Linked DNA regions of Mus musculus: region 2 is linked to region 1. The links are chromatin contacts, called in public Hi-C maps. All regions are on one chromosome and are shown on one strand. Each heading gives the region's core, a stretch centred on a gene start, on an enhancer-like site or on the middle of the called end of the contact. The rest is flanking DNA. Distances are from core to core; before and after follow the strand shown.

The links. Hi-C and Micro-C count contacts between places; a contact is called where the count stands out from the background.
Region 2: a contact with region 1 is called in a Hi-C map of CD4 T cells, with 6 times the contacts expected there. The contact joins the promoter of Tsc22d2 here to the promoter of 4930577N17Rik in region 1. A contact is called at or near these places in 1 of 39 promoter capture datasets (cranial neural crest) and 1 of 484 Hi-C or Micro-C datasets (CD4 T cells).

Annotation. Positions count from the first base shown.
Region 1 is chr3:51,275,417-51,278,268 of GRCm38.p6, reverse strand. It overlaps 4930577N17Rik (RIKEN cDNA 4930577N17 gene), which reads right to left and starts at 1,508. Exons shown (of 1, transcript NR_073429.1): 1 at 1-1,508. The region is part of intron 4 of Elf2 (E74-like factor 2); the gene reads left to right.
Region 2 is chr3:58,413,368-58,416,219 of GRCm38.p6, reverse strand. Tsc22d2 (TSC22 domain family, member 2) reads right to left here and starts at 1,500. Exons shown (of 4, transcript NM_001081229.2): 1 at 1-1,500. The coding sequence starts at 531.

The DNA.
Region 1 (2,852 bases), core at 259-2,758:
TTTTATGTTAAGAAATTCTGAAACAGGCAAGGCATTTAATTAGGTCTTATTCCCTGTATTTCCACTAATTTATAGCCACTAATTGGCCATTATTTTCCTTTCCTGTTACAGTGTGTATTTGTAAGGCCAGTTTCAAGGTAAACGAGTTTTTTAAAAGCTGTCTGAAGATATCTTTAAGCTATGAACGAATACGTTCATTTGTCCAAGTCAAGCAAATACAAGAGAGGGCACACGAATTTCATGACCAGCAAACCCAGCGACTCCAGTCTCCCCGAGGCTGCCGGGCGGCTCTTTTCTGTTTACTAATTACCTGTCTAGTGTACTCTGACTTCTGTCGAGAAGACAGGACCAAGTCAGTTTTTGAAGTAGTTGGAGACTCCTGACTTCCTTAGTGATGCTTCTAGAATATTTTCTAGGTACAAGTTTTTTAAAGTGCAGTTCTTTCGACTGAACTGATTGTATGTTGCATAAGCGCCGGGAAGGCCAACCCAAGTTAAAAAGCCACCTCCGTGTACAGCTGCGGGACTAGGTATGAGGTCTTTTCTAGGAAGAAAAATTTGATTCATGGCTCTTTTCCAGAGGGGACATTTGCAGACTTCGCTTCCGCAGAACGTGAAGCGCGCCTCTTCCTGCCGAGGCGAGGCCCGCGTCCCCGAGGGCGGCCTGCGGCTCCCCAGCCTCAGGTGTCCGTGCGGCCGCCGGCTGCCGGCGCCCGGGACTGACTTCCTGTCTGGGCGCGGGGCGGAAGGATCGCGTTGCCAGCCGGGGCCGCCGCCGCCCCTGCCGTTAGGTGGTGGGGCTGCTGAGCCCGGCGGCGGGAGGCGGGCCGGCCGCCGCTTCCTGTCGGAGGACGCGCAAGGATCCGGGCGTCGGAGTGTGTGCGAGTGCGTGAGTGTGTGCCGCCCGCACGGCGTGTGTCTCCGGCCGCGGGTTCCGCCTTCTCCCCTGTCGCCGCCGCTCAGGGTGTAAGTCAATGTGAAGCAGCAGTTCCAGCCCCGGGATAAACATGGCGACGTCTCTGCATGAGGGACCCACGAACCAGCTGGATCTGCTCATCCGGGCCGGTAAGCACAGGGGAACTTTTCTCCCGTGCATCGGTGCAGCGGGCGAGGGGGCGCCCGGCGGGCGGGGAGCGTCCCCCGGGGCGGTCAGCGCCCCGGGTCCGGTGTCCGTCTCCGGCAGCCGGGCGGCCGCGGAGAGGGGGGAGTGAATGAAGTAATGGAGGCGACAAATCAGGAAGTGATCACCTTGGAGAGTAACCTGCCTCGGATCCGGGCTGTCGCTCCGGGGAGAGCGGCGGCGGCGGCGGCGCAGCAGCGGCAGCGGCAGGGGCCGGGCGCGGAGCCGCGGCTAAGTTGGGGAGTCGGCGCGGGCGAGTTGCGCGCTTCGCCCCAGTTGCCGGGGAACCAGGAAGTGAGCGGAGCTGTTGTCCCCGCCGCCTGCCACGCTGTCCGGCCGAGAGGGCCGCCCCTGCCCGCGGCCGGGGGCGCTGGCCGCCCGCCGCCCTCGCCTCTCACTTCCTATAGCCGCCACTTCCGCATGGACGCCGCGGCCCCCCCGGGCGCTACCCGCCAAAACGCGCCCGCCCGGCCTCCCGCCTCGTCCCTCCCGGAGCGGCGCCCGAGTAACGGTCCCGAGGCCACTTCCCGGTGCCGAGTGGGACGCCGCCGACCCGGCACCTCCCCGCCGCGGCTAACGGCGGCCGTGGGGGAACCGGGCTGCTGCCCTTCCTTCCCTCGTGGGGCGGGTGACTGAGGGTGGACGGGAAGGACACCGGGTGTATTCCGCGCAGCCGGCCCGGGGCTGCGGGACAGCGGAGGGGGACGTTTATTTTGGTCCACAGTAAGATGAAAGCGGGGAGCGGGGCGGGCGGGAGGGCGTCCTGGCCCCGGGGAAGTCTCGGCTCGGCATTGCCCCCTTTCCCCTCCCCCAAACCTCCCACCATAGCGGAAGCGCCTGGGAGAGGACAGAACGCGCGCGATTGACAGGCCCGAGGTTCCAATCTGCGCCCTGAGCTGTTCCAAATAAGAACGTTGATTTCTGGGGGCGGGACCACGGGCCCGAGCCGGGCCAATGAAGATTGGGCGGGAGTGAAGCTGACAATGTACGCATGGAATTGGAGGGAAGAGGAGTGTAAACACGGAAGTGGCCGCGGGGGTGGGGGATGTGCTGCGCCACTGCTGCAGCGGAAGGGCACGGACTTAAGTTACATAGAAAAAGCAGCTTTACTTGCTAGCAGACAGCGCAGCGAGGGCCTCGGGTCGATGTGGCACTGCTCGAACACTGTTGCTTACCGAAATTATAAGCGCATGCGGTCCCTCCTCTGGTTCTGTTTCACATCTCCATCGATGTCGGATTGGAAGATGAGAAATTGTAACCAAACGGTAGTGCTGTAAAAGATCAGAACAGTCTTTTTGCACCTATTGTTTTTAGGGATCTTGAAATTGGTAGTTTGGTGGACAAAGCAGTTCGGTTTGGAGGAAAAATTATGTTTATCTCTAAATTTAACGGAACTTTAAATATAAATAAAATCTGGACTGATAGAACTGCATGTGCTATATAACAATAACGCTGAATAGTGTGTTTTGGCTGAGGCATATTTTACACATTTCAAAAGTAGGGAAATCACAATTTATTGAGCAGCGTTTAAATGCCTTTTTGAATAGGAACTTTTACTGAAGGAGAGGAACATAATGGAACTTGGGTCCTTGTTAAAGTCAGTCCATTGATCAGTATGAATTAGTGTACAGTTTTATGTTGGGTTAGTGGTGTTTTGAGTGTCGAGTGTGTATAGTTAAAGAGATACTGTTTGGGGCAGGAGAGATGCTCCTCGGTTAAGACCACTTGTTGCT
Region 2 (2,852 bases), core at 251-2,750, 7.1 Mb before region 1:
ATCCCGCTCGTAGTATTCCATACACGTCCATCGGCCGCGCCGGTACGGCTCCCCGCTCCCGTGGTCTAGTTTGATCACGCGGAAACGCGAACTACAAGTGGCAGGGGGCTGAGATGGAGTTGCACTACTCGGCCCAGGAGTGGACACCGAAGCGGCGGCCGCCGCCAGGGTCTGGGCGAGTGCCCCCGCCACGCTCCGGGCCGACACGCCACCGCCGCCTCCGTTGGCGGGCGCAGCTGAAGCGGCTGCCAGCTGCCCATCCAGGATGAGGTTCGGGGACACGGTCCCGGGAGTTTCCGCATCCCCGACATTGTTGAGCGTCTCTTCCGAGGAGCTACGCTCGCACACCTCCTCCGGGCCGTAATCCGTGGCCCGGGAAACGTCGAAGATCTCGGAGGACACGTCCTCCGTGCGCGACTCGTCCGGGTCGTCCAGGCTCTCGGTGTCCTCGGTGATGCTGGTGGCCACCTGAGCCGTGGTGACACTGGTGATCTGGAAGCAGCTCTTCTTCTTGGCCGGCATCTTGGACATGGTGGAAGAGGCTGGAGGGCAGAGGCTCCTCTGGGACCCCACCGGAAACCGAGAAGGGCCGAGCACGGGCCCCCAAAGACAAAGTCCGAGTTCGCGCCTGGGTCTACGGCCCACGCCGCCAAGTCACGGGCTGCTCTGGGCGCCGGCGTCTCGGCGCGACATCCTCCTCCTCCCTCCTCACCTCCCGCGGCAGGGGTGCCTCAATTCAACTCCTCAGCGACGGCCCGAGCGTGGTCCAGGGGCGGGCCGGCTGCTCCAACAGCTCAGCCTCCGCGGTCAGTCCAGCCCGGCGCTCGGCGCGGTCAGCAGGCCCGGCTGGGGGTGGAGCGCAGGGCGCAGGAGGCGGCGGCGGCGGCGTGAGGGGCGGTTCTGCCCCGCTCGGGCTCTCCTGGCCGGGTCCCGCGGCTGCTCCCGCGCGGCGACGCGGAGGAAGAAGGCGGAGCGGCGAGGCCGGGACCGGCGCTTCCTGACGGACGGGGCTGGAGGTCCGCGGCGGGAGGCAGCCCTCCGTCCCGGGCTCTAGCCCGAGCGCAGTCCGGGGGCCATGCCGGCGGTGGCGGCGGAAGCCCGCTCGGGGGCGGGGAAGGCCGGCAGTCTGGCCTCCCTCAGGGAGCCACCCGCGGCGGCGGCGGGCCCGGCCTCCTCGCGGCTCTGAGGCGCGTGAGGGGCGGCGGCGGCGGCTGAAGGAACGGCAAGCGAGCGGAGGTGCTCGGCGGCGTGAGGGGAACCGGTGGCGGCGCCTTCCGCTTCTCCGCGGCGCGGCCGGCTCGGAGACTCCGGAGGGAAAAAACAAAACAAAACAAAACAGAAATTCAAACTGCTGAAGCAGCGGCTGCAGCTCCCTCCACTCGGCCAAGATGGGGCTGAAATGGCCGCGCCAGGGATGCTGGGAGGAGCAGCAGCCCCGCAGCCGCTGCCGCCGCAGACTAAAATGCCGCCGCTGCCGCAGCCACCGCCAGCGCCGCAGCCGCCGCCGTTCCGTGACGCGCCGGCGTCGTGACGTCACCGCCCCGCCCCCTCCGGTTTCCTGCGGCTTCGCGTGGAGGCTTGAGGGGGGTTCGTGGGCGGGGCCAAGGGGGTAGAGAAAAGGGAGCGGGTTCTTTTATTTAAAAAATTTTTAAATTTAAATTTCCACACTGCAGGTTCACTAGGAGAGGAAAAGCCAGAAGACGGTTTTAATTTGTAAGCCTGGGGCATCGCATGGTTTAGGGCCGGCGTGTGGCGATCCTGGATGACTGGAGGTCATGTGCTCGGTCTAATGTTTAGCATAGTCTTAGAGGAACCTGGGCGATAGGGGAAAAAAGTAGGGCGATCCAGCTGCCGAAGAGGTGCATAGCTGGAGAAAGCGAACCGGGTTAAAAGTCCTGAAAATATATGTTAACTAGGATAGTGGGAGAAGTGAGATTTAAGAGAAACGAGGGTGACTAACACAGAACATCAAGCCAGACTGAGTTAGAAAGATGATCTTTCAGACAGAAATTCTGTCTATAAAAAGCGGCGGCGACAGGGATGGTTACTTGCCCAAAGTAAAGTCGGTTTCGAAAAAGATTAGGAGTTAATAACATATTCCAAATTTTCACTTGTTGTGGTTCAAGGCTGGAAGAGTTCATTTAAACTTTCGAGACGTTGAACATGAAATCTGCTTATAGGTTCCAACGTTGAAAAGCCTACAGTGTTAAATAAGTGTAGCTCTTTTGATTGTTCTAAGGCTCCTGTTAGAGCCATGTTGTTCTTTGGTTTGCTTTGGATCATGCACAGTAAGAGAATACCTTTTTCTTCCACTACTAAGTCAGACAGCAGCTCTGAAAGTGCCACTGAATTTTTCCATCTTGTAGCTACTTCCCAATCAAAATCGAGTCTTGTTGTTATGAGACCTCTTGTAGCCCAGGCTACTTACTTAAACCAAAGTGGCCTTGAACTTGTAGTGAGCTTCCTGCCTCTGCCTCCCAAGTGCTGGCAAGTGTCTCCACATTGGGAGAGTGAGGATGTTATTTTAAACACCGACCACTCTTGAACTCTTGACACATGAAAACAACTCTAAGTTAGCTAAAATCTGAGAAGTTTTGCTGGAAATTAAGATGTCAGATTTGTTGCAGCTTTTAGAGATCATATCAGGCTGACTCGTTTAAAGTAGTTTACTCAGTTCTCTAATCTTTAAAGAACTCTTTGATCCAAAAACGGATTGAAAATTAAAATTTACACAACACTTTCTAGGTATTTAGCTGTAATGTATGGAGATAGATATTTTAAACTCAATAGAAACTGTCCTTCAAACCCAAGTGACAGAGGTCAGTATATAAACCAATACCTCACAGTAACAT